Regions from separate parts of the Sus scrofa genome. Here all the other regions are linked to region 2. A link is a contact called in public Hi-C and HiChIP or PLAC-seq data. All regions are on one chromosome and are shown on one strand. Each heading gives the region's core, a stretch centred on a gene start, on an enhancer-like site or on the middle of the called end of the contact. The rest is flanking DNA. Distances are from core to core; before and after follow the strand shown. Region 1 overlaps CRCP (DNA-directed RNA polymerase III subunit RPC9). Region 2 holds the start of KCTD7 (BTB/POZ domain-containing protein KCTD7). Region 3 holds the start of CRCP (DNA-directed RNA polymerase III subunit RPC9).

Region 1 (3,973 bases), core at 1,003-3,502, 200 kb after region 2:
GCAGGGCATGGTGCCACTCCCACAGCTGGGTAGCTTCCTCACGCACAGCCGGCAGCCAGCCGTGGATGTGAGGACCACAACGGGCCACAGCCGAGGCATAACTGAGAGAGAGAAGCTTCAGCCTCCTGAACTGAACCCTGACAACTGCTATGTTGGGATGACTTTTGGATCCAGGGAGAATAATGGCTGTCGGGTTAACGCAGGGGAATGAATTCTCACGTCCTCTGCGCTTTCTACTCTAGCGAAAACCTCATTTCTTATCCCTTTCTGATGAGAAGAGACACACAAACCTTGGTAAATGCTTTGCTACCCTTCGCAGCCAAATCCCAGGCTGGGAAAAAAAATCTGGCCCCAAATGGTCCCACTGCTGGACAACAACACACGTGGTTTTTCTGAAGGCCCACCTACCTACCTGTGAAAGGAGAAGCGCGTACAGAGTCTGAGGGGATGCCATGCCAAAAACACACGGCCTGGAGAAACAGAGCAAGGCTTCTGAATCAGACCCACTCGGCCACTCGCTAGCCAAGATTACGGCGAGGGCATCACAGGTGACATACACAAAGCCCCTGGCACCAAGTCTGGCACACAGCAGGCAGTCATAATAGCAGCTAATCTTACCAAGTAATGAAGGCTTTCTACAGGCTCTGGGACACTAATCCTCCCCATCTCTTCTCTCCATCTGTCATTAAGCCACGCATAACATATGTTGCTGATTAAAGGTGGAGGAGACACGACATGTGATCTTTAACCCAGAGGGACAGGGATTAGTTTCTTGCTGTTTTGTTTGTTTTTTTTTTTTTCCTCTTTTCTAAGCTCAATCTCCAACACAGTTGAAAGCATCAGAATAATGAGGGTATAAAAAAAAAAACGACCTCTATTTAGCCTAAAGGGCTGTTCCCCCAGAAGGCACCCTTTATGGAAGGAATTTTTCTAATTTAATTTTAGGTGCATTTTGAAGAGCAGAAACAACGAGAAGACAAGCTTTAGTCAAAAATTAAATACCACACAACCCTTTCAAAAAAGGTTGTTTTTGGTTTTTGGCTGTACCTATGGCACGTGGAAGTTCCTGAGCCAGGGAATGAACTTGTGCCACAGCAGCGACCTGAGCCGCTGTGGTGACAATGCCAGATACTTAATCTGCTGAACCACATGGGAATTCTAAGGGTTTGGGGTTTCTTTCTTTCTTTTTTTTTTTTTTTTAGCAATTCTAAATATCAGGAGTATTTTTGGCCATTTTCTTCCACATTTTTCTGAAGGAAATTTGACAAAGCTAAATACTTCTAAAACTGACTTTGGAGACTGCTTTATTCTCCATCTTAATTCTCCAGCCAAAGTTTTTTACTGGTAGTTGGAAGGCCTGCCTAATATTTGTAGCTTACCAATGAAAATGCCACAGGCAGCAGATGCCAATACAGCAACCACTTGGTGTGTGCTGCCGGTTCCCGTTTTCACTTTCTCCGTATACAATCTTTGCCTTCTATGCTGGCTTCCCCAGTTCTAAAGCCTTACGCTATGATTGCAGTTTAGACCTTGCAAGTGCTGAGGTTCCACTGAATGGTTTTATGCAGGGAAACAAGACCATCAAATGTACAGTTTTAGAAAGTAAACTATGATTGTGGCGTAGAAGATGGACAGGAGGGGGCTGGACTGGAGGCAGGGAGGACAGCGAGAGGACAACTCCAAGGGCCGAGCTGAGAAATGGTGACAGAAATCAATGCAATGCAGGAGGGAGAAAGAGACGGCAAGAGGAAACAGAAGCAGCAGAACCTGGGATTGACCCACTGGGAGAGAACAGGAAGGGACTGAACTCTGGGACCCAAGCTTGGGAGACTGGGTCCAGAGGGTGAGCATGTGGGGAAGTACGCATCTGCTCCATTAACCAAGAGAAGATATGGGAAGGGTTGGAGGGTGGGAGTGGGGGAGAGAACTCCACCAGAGTCACGCTGAATCTAATGTTTTCATGCAGCATCTGGCTGGCAATAAAGAACTCCTACGGAATGGCCTAGGACACTGGGGAGACAAAGAGCTGCCAAGTCAGAGCCCCAAACTCTACAAAAAGAATTCCATTTTCTCCAGTCTCATCCTGTCCCCAAGTCCATACTAACTAGGATCAAACTGGTGAGGTCTCCTTTCACTTATAAAACGGGAGGTCTGGCAGTCTTTTCAAGTAATGGCTGTTCCTGGCTGCTCTGTGCTCAGCCCTTATGACCCTTTCTCCCTCTGAGACCCAGAAACCAGCCCGCCCAAGTTCAAGCCTCCTTCACGTACCAGCTGGATCTCAACAGCAGTCATAGGTCTGTGATTCAGCAGCTGAAGCTTTTCAGCTCTGTCAAAAGAAAAGCACAGAGCATTTAAAACTCTCATACCCCTAAGGATCTCAAGTCCTGACCAAGCCATTTAGAGAACACTTGGTCAGATAACACATGGAAGAACAACTTGGAAGGTGGCCCTCAGTTTCTTCAGTCGTAAAATGAAAGAATGGGAGCAGGAGAGTCCTATGTCAGTGACTCTTACTCAAGGACACAAATGTGTACTGGCACAGAGGCTAAGGATACAGAGGCTTGGACTGTAAGAAATGCAGCAGAAAGCACAGGGTTTTTTAATAAATTTTATTTGGAAATAAATAAAATAATGCTTTCTTAATCCAAATAATAGAAAGTAAAGATAAACAAAATAATCTTGGTTGGTCATCGCTTAGAATTCTTTCTTGAGATTAAGATTAAATGTTACTCAGATTTGACCTGACCTGTTATCTTACTAAACAAAAACAAAGACTCTTAAGGGGATGGGAGTTAATACACAGTAGTATAAGACAAAGTCTTATGTCCTCAAGGAGTTTACAATCCAGTTGGGGAAAGAAGACAAATACAAGCAAACTTTAACAAAAATTTTTTTTTTTTTTTGCTCTTTAGGACTGCACCTGTGGTATATTGGAAGTTCCTAAGCTGGGCAATGCTGAATCCTTAACCCTGAGCCAGGCCAGGGATAGAACCCACATCCTCATGGATTCTAGTCGGGTTCATTAACCACTGAGCCATGAAGGGAACTCCCCAAAAGATTTAAGTAACAGTTGAAGATACTAATTATTGTCCGTCACAAGACAATATACAGCTCACTGCTGAAAGGGAGGTTGAGATGTGTGGATTCTCAAAGACGACAGGACTTGAAAGAAAGACTCACCCCTGAGCAGGTGATAATTCACCTTTCAAATCAATTCAATATTTAGTGAGCTTAAACATATTCTGGAATAAAGAGAAGAATAAACCACCATTCCCATCGCCAGGTCCAGGGAAGCAGTGCCAGGTCCCCACGTCTCCCTAAGCCTTGGTTTCATCACCTGCCAAACACGAATGACTTAGCTATCTTACAAGGAGGTTATGAAGGATGAAAATCTTGCCATTTATAGTGGTGGCAGCTACCACTTGTTACTTACTTTTCATATGGCAGGCACACTTACCTCAGACTTGATGCTGAGGTGGTAAATAAATAATGTGCCCAAGGCTACACAGCTAGTAAATGGCGGCGCTGGGACGCTTGCCATCAAAGCTCGAATCCTCCAGCCACATGCTTCTCGTATTCACAGTGTGCACAGTGACGACTGACCCTGTCATTTCTCCACAAACAGCAGTCACTACTAAGGCAGCTGTAGTTAAGTTCAACTCCTCATAATCCCCCAAACATTTACTCTAGGCTAAAAGAGGAAGGCATCATAAAGGGCCCTCTTGCACTGGGCCCTTTAAGGATTTTCTAGGGGAAAAGGATGAGAGAAATGGGCAGTCAGGGCACAAACAGCACAAGTAAACTCCCAGAAGAACTAAAAATTCATGGAGTTTTAGGAAATGGCTGCTAGAAAGGCTGTGGAACACAAGGTTGAATGAGTCACATGGAACACCACCACTAAGGGCCATGACTCCCGAGAGGCTGCATGTTACTTTGTAGACACAGAAGAGCAACCAAGGAAAGGACTGAACAC
Region 2 (3,736 bases), core at 567-3,066:
CCCCCAAAACTCCTCCACATTAACTACAATGTTATCCCAGTGCATACTTTTCAATAGTACAACAACTCCCAGGCTCCATGAAAGTCTCTGTGTATTTGTCTAGACAGTCCTTCTTCCTAACTTTCAAATCCTTTGTGAAATAAAGAAGGATAAAAATAACGCTACATCAAAGTTACCCCGGGGCCTCGATCAGTGCCTGGCTCACAGTAAAACCCCCCAGTTTGCACTAGATCAGTGAATGAATGAATGAAACAGACAGGCGTTTACAGTTCTCTGAATGTAGGTACCGTTACTCTTCCACACCCAGAGGACTGGAAATGCCTTCTGCTTATTCTATAGCTAGCTCCTCCAAGACTATTCTGTGTGCATACCAAGGACTCAAATATTATTGGGGGGGTAATAATACTTCTATTACTCACATGGAGCAATGAACTCTGTAAAAGAGCGAGCACTGGAGTGTGGCCTATAGTCTCTGGGTCCTGAGCTTTCTTCCCTTAAATCACACTGTTTCACCAATGACAATGCACAGAAACATTGGACCCTGTGTCCCCAATGGCTTTTTTTTTTTTTTTTCAATTACAAACAGTCCTTCTGGAGTTTTGCCCATTTTCACAAGTGTCCCATGATGCTTTGAGTATCTAACCCCAAGAGGACACTACAGTTTTCCAAGAGCCTCACCCAGCCCCACCCAGCCCCTCTGGGGCTCAGGCCATCTGCCCAGGACTCCCCACGTCACATGCTCCCATGTCTGGCACTACCTTAACCCCTACCTCCCAGTCTCTGTCTTCAGTGCCCAGCAGGGCCCCACCTTCCCTCCTCTTTTCTCGTCTCTTGAGGGTCATTTCAGGTGTTCATATGATCATGTCACATGCATTAAGACCAGTGGAAGCCACCATGCATCACAGCACAGCAGCTAGGAGGGGAAGCCATGGAGTTGTCAGGTGAGTGTGGCCACAGCTATGAACTGGCCTGCTTCTTATCTGCACACTGCCCCTTAGCCCACTCTCTGGGCAGCTGGAGACTGGCTTTGGGCAATGACTAAGGCCTCTTCTTGGATTCTCTGGAAGACACTATCATCCCTTGGGGTTCCAAGGGCTCCTTCCCATGGCCTTCCTTCCCTCCTCCAGTTGGTAAGGGTGGGCCATAGGGATGGGAGTACCAAGCTTGCAAGGAGTGAATCCTGGAAGGAGGGGGATGGGAGGGCCAGGTGCTGCCTAGAGCAAGGAAGACACACCTGGCGTGTTTTACAGAGGGTGCGTGGGGAGGGGGGGATCGGTGGGTGGTGGGAGTGGGATGGGCAGGGGAGCACAGCTTCTGGCACCGCCCTCGGCCTGACCCCCTCCCCAGCCTCAGCGCTGTTCACATCCCAAGGTCAGCTCTGTCTGGCACCGGCTCCTGTCTCTGCACCCCTTCTCGCGCCCCCACCCCCTCCAGGTACCTCCTGCGGGAGCAGGGGCAGTGCGTGCCCAGCCTGCGTGGCCGTAGGGGTGGCCGGCTCCAGAAAGTCGTCTTCGGCGTCGGAGCTGGACATGGCACCGTCCGGACGACGGTTGTCTGGCTCCCGCCCCGTGACTACCACCATCCCTCTGGCTCTGGGCAGTGGGCGCGGCTTCGGGCGGGCGGGAGGGTGGTGGCCCAGGCACTAGCACCCAGCAGCGCCTGGCATGACGCGGCGCGCCGGTGGGCGGGGCCGGAGGGGCTGAGAGCTCAGCGCGGTGGGGCTGGAGGGCGGCCGCTCCCTCAGCGCCAACGGGCTCGCTGACCACCCGGCGGACCGCAGGGCCACCGGCCTGACCCGGCCACCTCCCACTATTGGCCGAGCTGCCGCTAGTTCCGCCCCTGATTGGCGTGAAGCTCGCCCAATCTCAGAGCAAGTAGAGCTTTCGCTCCGTGCCTGAATGGCCACTGGGAGCCGGGCTGGCTGGCCTGCCCCGTTCTGATTGGCCCTCTGGACAGTGGGCGCGCCCTCCCCACCCGCGAACACTCGCTCGGCGCGTGGGGCGCGCGCACGCGGCCACCGTCTCTAAGCCGGGCCTTCTTGGGTCCGAGGGTGGCTCCTGCATCGGGGTCGACACCTAGAAACTTGCGAGGAGAGAGGGCTCACGACTTAGTCGTTCCTACGTCTCCAGGGCAGCGCGTGATGTGCATCCTTGGGCGTCAAAGGCCAGGCAAATCCGGGAGGACCAGGTCGCCGCAATGGAGAGCCTAGGCATCCCTTCCCGGAGGATACGGAGGAGGCACGACTTAGGTCACTGAGGTTGTAGGAGAGGAAGGGTAGCGCTGCAACAGGGACTGGCCCTTCTCTAGCCACAAGGGCAAAACCTGAGTTTCCAGTCTTTCCTGATTGACCCAAAAAGAAAACTCAAGTTAGAGGCAATTGAGAATGACAGTGACTCTCACCCTCAATGTGTCAGTTCTTCCACTGGCACCTGGAGACACAGACGGAAACAGGCCCTCTCTTGAGACGCTCCCAGGCTGCTGAGGCAGAGTCCAGCCTGATCCAACGTCTATCAACAGCCTTGGATGCTGTGACCCCTGGTATAGTTGGATCAGCTCAGGGACTCTCCTAGGAATCAAGGTTTGAGCCCTTTCAAACCATTTTTACACCCAGTTCTTCATTTGCATCTCACATTGTGACAGAAAAGGAAGCTGAGACCTAGAGGATTAAAACCACTGTAGGAGTGTCCTCCATGAGTGTTTTCTCCAAACTTGGTTGCATCAAAATCACTGGGGGGGGAACTTGCTAAAATGCAGATTCCCAGTCCGACTCCAGAGAATCTGACTTGGTCCATCTGGGGTGAAGCCCTTGAACTTGCATTCCTAACGAACTCCCCAGGTAACCCTGGGTGCTGCAGGTCCTTGAACCACGTTTTGAGTAGGGCTGCTCTAAAGAAGGCTGCCTGAGGCCATCTCTTATCTGTAACTACCTGCTCCAGCCTTTCTCAACATCCATAACAAAGTTTCTTCTTTCCATCCTTAGAATCATTAGGATTCCAGCTGTAATAGAAACTGCAATCAAAGGTGGATTATATCATAGGAAAATTTGATTATCTTCTATAACAGGAAGTCTGAACAGCTCCTGGATTGGTCCATTAAGTAATGCAATAAGGAGTTACCTGGACCAGTTCTCTTCCATTTGTCCACTCTGCCAGGGGGACTCTCCTCCTTTAAAAATTCATATGAGGAAACTAGAGAACTAAGGGCTTATCAGGATGACAGTTTAAATCGAGGCTGTCCAAAGAGAATGGAACGGGAGCCCCAGAGGCTCAAGAGGTAGGGAAATCCAGGTACAATCAGTGTTACATTACTGAATGTGTTGGAGTTTTCATCTTCCATTTTGGCTGAGGATTTCCTTCAGGAATATAGTTGCCCAGTTGGTTCTGTTTATATGGTGTGTATTAAGGGGGCGGGAAGTCCAAGGGCAGCAGCCTGCAATGAAGACTTGCTGAGAGAGCAGGAAGGGGTTGCAGCAGGCTTTCTGGGAAAGCAGGGCACTTGGCTGGCAGCAGCGATTCCCACCCCGCAGTGAACTGACTTCCAGGCCAGTTCACAGGAGGGCTGCAGAGCAGGGTCAGTGAACCTTGGAGAGAGGAATGGGTAGCTCGTGCCCATGCAGAGGTGGGGGCTGCTCTCAGAACACTGGCACTTACAGCTGGGATTACTCTTCCTCCAGGAGTCAACAAAATACTCCTACAGGCACTGAGTCCTGAGATTAGCCAAATGGATTCTATTCTCC
Region 3 (4,329 bases), core at 1,525-4,024, 230 kb after region 2:
AGCTGCCGGCTATAGCCACAGCAGCAACCCACAGCCACAGAAACGCTAGATCCAAACCACATCTGTGACCTACACCACAGATCATGGCAACGCCGGATCCCCAACCCCCTGAGCAAGGCCAGGGATGGAACCTGCATCCTCGTAGATACTAGTCAGATTCATTTCTGCTGTCCCACAATGGGAAGTCCCTCAATGAACAATTTAAACTGCAGCACTGTCTTAGGAGCTAGCAAACAAATTACCTTCTTTTCTGTCCTGTTACTGAATTGCTTAAGGACCTCTTAGCTAACTTCTCTAAATCTCAGTATTTCCAGCTATAAAATGAAGGAAATTCTGATATTATCTCAAACAGATTATAGAGAAGAGTCCATTCTCCCTATGTATATTAAGTTCAAGAGTAAAAGAATGGGAGTTCCCTCTGTGGCACAGGGTGTTATTAAGGACCCAGCATTGCAACTGCTGTGGCTTGCTGCTGTGGTGCAGGTTCGATTCCTGGTACTGGAACCTCCATGTGCCACAGGTGAGGCCAAAAAAATTAAAATAAAAGAATGAACAGAAGGAGTTCCCACTGTGCTACAGTGGGTTAAGTATTCAACTGCAGTAGCTTGGGTTTCCACAGAGGTGAAGGTTCAATCTCTGGCCAAGAGCAGCGGGTTAAAGGATCCAGCAGCATTGGAGTTCCCATCGTGGCTCAGTGGTTAACGAATCCGACTAGGAACCATGAGGTTGTGGGTTCGATCCCTGGCCTTGCTTAGTGGGTTAAGGATCCAGCATTGCCGTGAGCTGTGGTGTAGGTTGCAGATGAGGCTCAGATCCTGTGTTGCTGTGGCTGTGGTGTAGGCCAGCGGCTACAGCTCCGATTAGACCCCTAGCCTGGGAACCTCCACATGCCGTGGGAAGCAGCCCTAGAAAAGACAAAAAAGTAATAAAATAAATTAAATAAAATAAAGGATTCAGTGTTGCTGCAGCTGTGGCACAGGTCACAGCTATGGCTTGGGTTCAATTCCTGGGGCAGGAACTTACAAATGACATGAAGCCATAAAAATTTTTCTGTGTTTTTGTCTTTTCTAGGGCTGCACCCACAGCATGTGGAGGTTCCCAGGCTAGGGGTCTAATCAGAGATGTAGCCACCAGCCTAGGCCAGAGTCCCAGCAACTCAGGATCGGAGCCAAGTCTGCCACCTACACCACAGTTCATGGCAACACCGGATCCCTAACCCACTGAGTTAGGCCAGGGATTGAACCCATAACCTCAAGGTTCCTAGTCGGATTCATTAACCACTGAGCCACAACATCAACTTCCTCGGCCATAAAAAAAAAAAAAAAAAAAAAATCAATGAATAGAAAGTGGAGTTCCCATGGTGGCTCAGCATAAACAAACCTAAGATAGAGGATGGCAAAATCAATTTAAGGAGTCAACATTCTATTTTAATAGAAGAGACTACTAGAGTTACTGTATACAACACTGTCTCAGGAAGCTTTCACTTCAGATACATATACGTATTGTGGTTTTTTGGGTTTTTTTGGGTTTTTTTTGTCTTTTTGGCATTTCTTGGGCTGCTCTCACTGCACATGGAGGTTCCCAGGCTAGAGGTTGAATCGGAGCTGTAGCCACCGGCCTATGCCAGAGCCACAGCAATGAGGGATCTGAGCCGCGTCTGCAACGTACACCACAGCTCACGGCAATGCCGGATACTTAACCCACTGAGCAAGGCCAGGGATCGAACCCGCAATCTTATGGTTCCTAGTCGGATTCTTTAACGAGCGCCACGACGGGAACTCCAACTGCGTGTGTGTGTGTGTGTTTAAGTCTGCAAAACAGTACATATAAACGTGAAACATGAAGTAAAAGAACATAAAGGAAAATGTCAGGATTAAACAATCAGAGTTCCTGTCCTAGCTCAGCTGCAATGAACACGAGAAGTATCCATGAGGATGTGGGTTTGATCCCTGGTCTCTAGCCTGATAACTTCCATAAGCCACACCTGTGGCCCTAAAGAGCAAACAAAACATAAACATGTTGCCAAAGAGAACGCAACATAGGTATAAAAATCCACATACAAAGTAGCTGCAAAAACTTCCCTCTGCACGCAGTACAAGGAGCAAACATGGAAAAGCCGATGTGGAGTTACAATTGTTAGAATGGCTTCTACTCCTAGCCCCCCACCCCAACCCCACACGGCTACCTGCTTCTTAACTACTTTGCAGAGCACCTCCTCTGAATCCGGGCTCCCCAGAAGCCCACTGCTCCTAAGCAAAACTCTACTCCAGCATTTCCCCACCTCTCCTCCAGGTACTTCCAGGCCGGACCCAGGGTTTAATAAGTCCCTGCTCTCATACCCAGCTCCCCACCGCGACCTGGCGACGCTGTTGAGTGCGTGAGGGAGGGAACAGACACCTGGCACCCCTAAAGGCAGCCGGGCCAAGTGGCCCTCGCCCCACGTCCTGAGCACGCGGTGGGAGAGGGGGCGAAGGTTCAGAAGGCCGGAGGGAGAGTCCCTTCCTAGCCTCCTGGCCCGCCGCCCTCCCCGCCCGCCCGGACGAGGAATCGCCCCCGGCCCACATCTCCCGGCTCCCAGGAATTAGCCGTCCCCAGCTCTGAGCGTCGCCCTTGAGCCGACGACGCGCCCCGGGCGGCTTACACTTCCATGTCGTCCCCGCCTCGTCGCCTTCGGCCGGACACAGACCCTCACCGCCCATCCGCTGCTCTCGCCGCCCGAGCAAAGCGCCCGGAAACCGACTCCGCGGACCGCGGTGCACGCCGGGATCGCCGCGCTGCATGCCGGGATCCTGGAGGACCCCCGTGGGGCCGGGGGCGTTGCTGGCTCGTCTTCCCGACCCGTCTCTGCGCTCTTGGTCCGACCTCAGGCTGTCAAACGTTTGCAGACGGATTTAGCTCACGTTTTCGTGGTCTAGGGTATATCCAAGTATTAATCCAAAGATGTAATCGGATTCGTAGGCATTTGCAGCGTTAAAATCCCACCCCTTGGATAGTAGCGATGGCAAGGGGCGAGGTGGCCTTGGGCTGCTGGACATGCTCTCTTTCAGGATCTGGACGCCGAGTAGGTGGTGCTTCTGAAAATTCGGTGGGCTGTAGCTTATGTGCACATTTCTGTATGTGTGTTATAATGGAATAAAACGTTCTAAAAGGTGAAAAAAAATCTCAGACTCCCTTCTCCCTGTTCCCATTCTTCACTATTTGTCAGAAAATTATGAAGAGACTTCTTGACAGTCTCTGATCTGGCCTTTCTAAGAATTTGCCCAAATGGAATCATCAGATGCTTGACGAAAGATCAACGTGTAATGATAATTTTGCTGGGAGATAGCCTACATACCCAACAATGGAAAATTGATAAATCGTGTTTCAGCCATACAGTATGCAGTACGATATATGTGGCCCAAGTAATCTTGTAGCATATTTGATATGCTGGGGAAATGCTCAAGACAGATTTTTTTTTTAAGATGGAAAATGATGTGTTGTGACTCTAATAATCTAAAGAAAAATAATGCATAGGGGAAAAAAGACCTCAGGGTAAGGGTGATACAGCCACCTAATCTATGAAATTTTGTGTCTTAAAAAAAAAAAAAAAAAAAAAGAGTTCCTGTTGTGGCTCAGCAGTTAACAAACCCGACTAGCATCTATGAGGACTCAGGCTCTATCCCTGGCCTCACTCAGTGGGTTAAGGATCCAGTGTTGCCATGAGCTGTGGTGTAGGTCACAGACACGGCTCTGGCGTAGGCAGGATGTTACAGCTCCTATTCGACCCCCTAGCCTGGGAACCTCAAATGCTGCAGACACAGCCCTAAAAAGACAAAAAGGAAAAAAAAAAGTGGAAGGCTGATGTCTATTTTCTTCTGAATTTTTAGTATGTTTGAAGTATTTGGAAGGAAATATGCCAAAAATTAAAAATGGCTGGTGTCTTTAGGTGATGAATCAATTGCTAATTTTTCCACTTTTTTATAATTATATCAGTTATCATTTACTAAACACTGTCTCCTTGATAAGCGTTTTGTTATTCCCTGATATTAACAGTTGACAATGCAGGCTTTGCAGGCAGCCTCTGATTCTGTTTATCTCCATCAGTTTATTAGGGGTTGTTTGACCTTGGGAGATTACTTAACCTCTCCTAACCTCAATTCACTAATCTATAAATCATAGGTCCGTTATGTATCTACATAGTAAATGCTCGACGAATATTAGTTACTGTGACAGTACAACCATGTTACTCTATGAGGTAGATTCCTTTGTCACTCAAATTTTACTACTGAAGAGACTGAGGCAGGCTTGTTTTTTGAATTGTACACTTTGAATGGGTGAATTGTATGGTAT

Evidence for each region. Hi-C and Micro-C count contacts between places; a contact is called where the count stands out from the background. HiChIP or PLAC-seq counts read pairs in DNA pulled down with a chosen protein or histone mark.
Region 1: a contact with region 2 is called in a Hi-C map of adipose tissue, with 3 times the contacts expected there. The contact joins the enhancer-like site here to the promoter of KCTD7 in region 2. A contact is called at or near these places in 1 of 5 promoter capture datasets (liver), 26 of 47 Hi-C or Micro-C datasets (adipocytes, adipose tissue, alveolar macrophages and 15 more) and 2 of 2 datasets of contacts at active chromatin or transcription factors (alveolar macrophages and skeletal muscle).
Region 3: a contact with region 2 is called in an H3K27ac HiChIP or PLAC-seq map of alveolar macrophages. The contact joins the promoter of CRCP here to the promoter of KCTD7 in region 2. A contact is called at or near these places in 3 of 47 Hi-C or Micro-C datasets (embryonic fibroblasts, liver and omental adipose tissue) and 2 of 2 datasets of contacts at active chromatin or transcription factors (alveolar macrophages and skeletal muscle).

Annotation. Positions count from the first base shown.
Region 1 is chr3:16,589,474-16,593,446 of Sscrofa11.1, forward strand. It overlaps CRCP (DNA-directed RNA polymerase III subunit RPC9), which reads right to left. Exons shown (of 7, transcript XR_002342338.1): 5 at 2,269-2,326. It also overlaps the pseudogene LOC106509670. Among named protein-coding and RNA genes, the nearest start is that of CRCP, 30 kb to the right of the region's middle. Within about 2 kb of position 2,253, at least 9 of the 83 cell types and tissues checked have an H3K27ac peak or open chromatin away from gene starts, as enhancers often do. A contact at or near this core is called in adipose tissue and skeletal muscle, where this site is marked.
Region 2 is chr3:16,392,045-16,395,780 of Sscrofa11.1, forward strand. It overlaps KCTD7 (BTB/POZ domain-containing protein KCTD7), which reads right to left and starts at 1,817. Exons shown (of 4, transcript XM_003354517.4): 1 at 1,439-1,817. The coding sequence starts at 1,582.
Region 3 is chr3:16,619,143-16,623,471 of Sscrofa11.1, forward strand. It overlaps CRCP (DNA-directed RNA polymerase III subunit RPC9), which reads right to left and starts at 2,775. Exons shown (of 7, transcript XR_002342338.1): 1 at 2,642-2,775.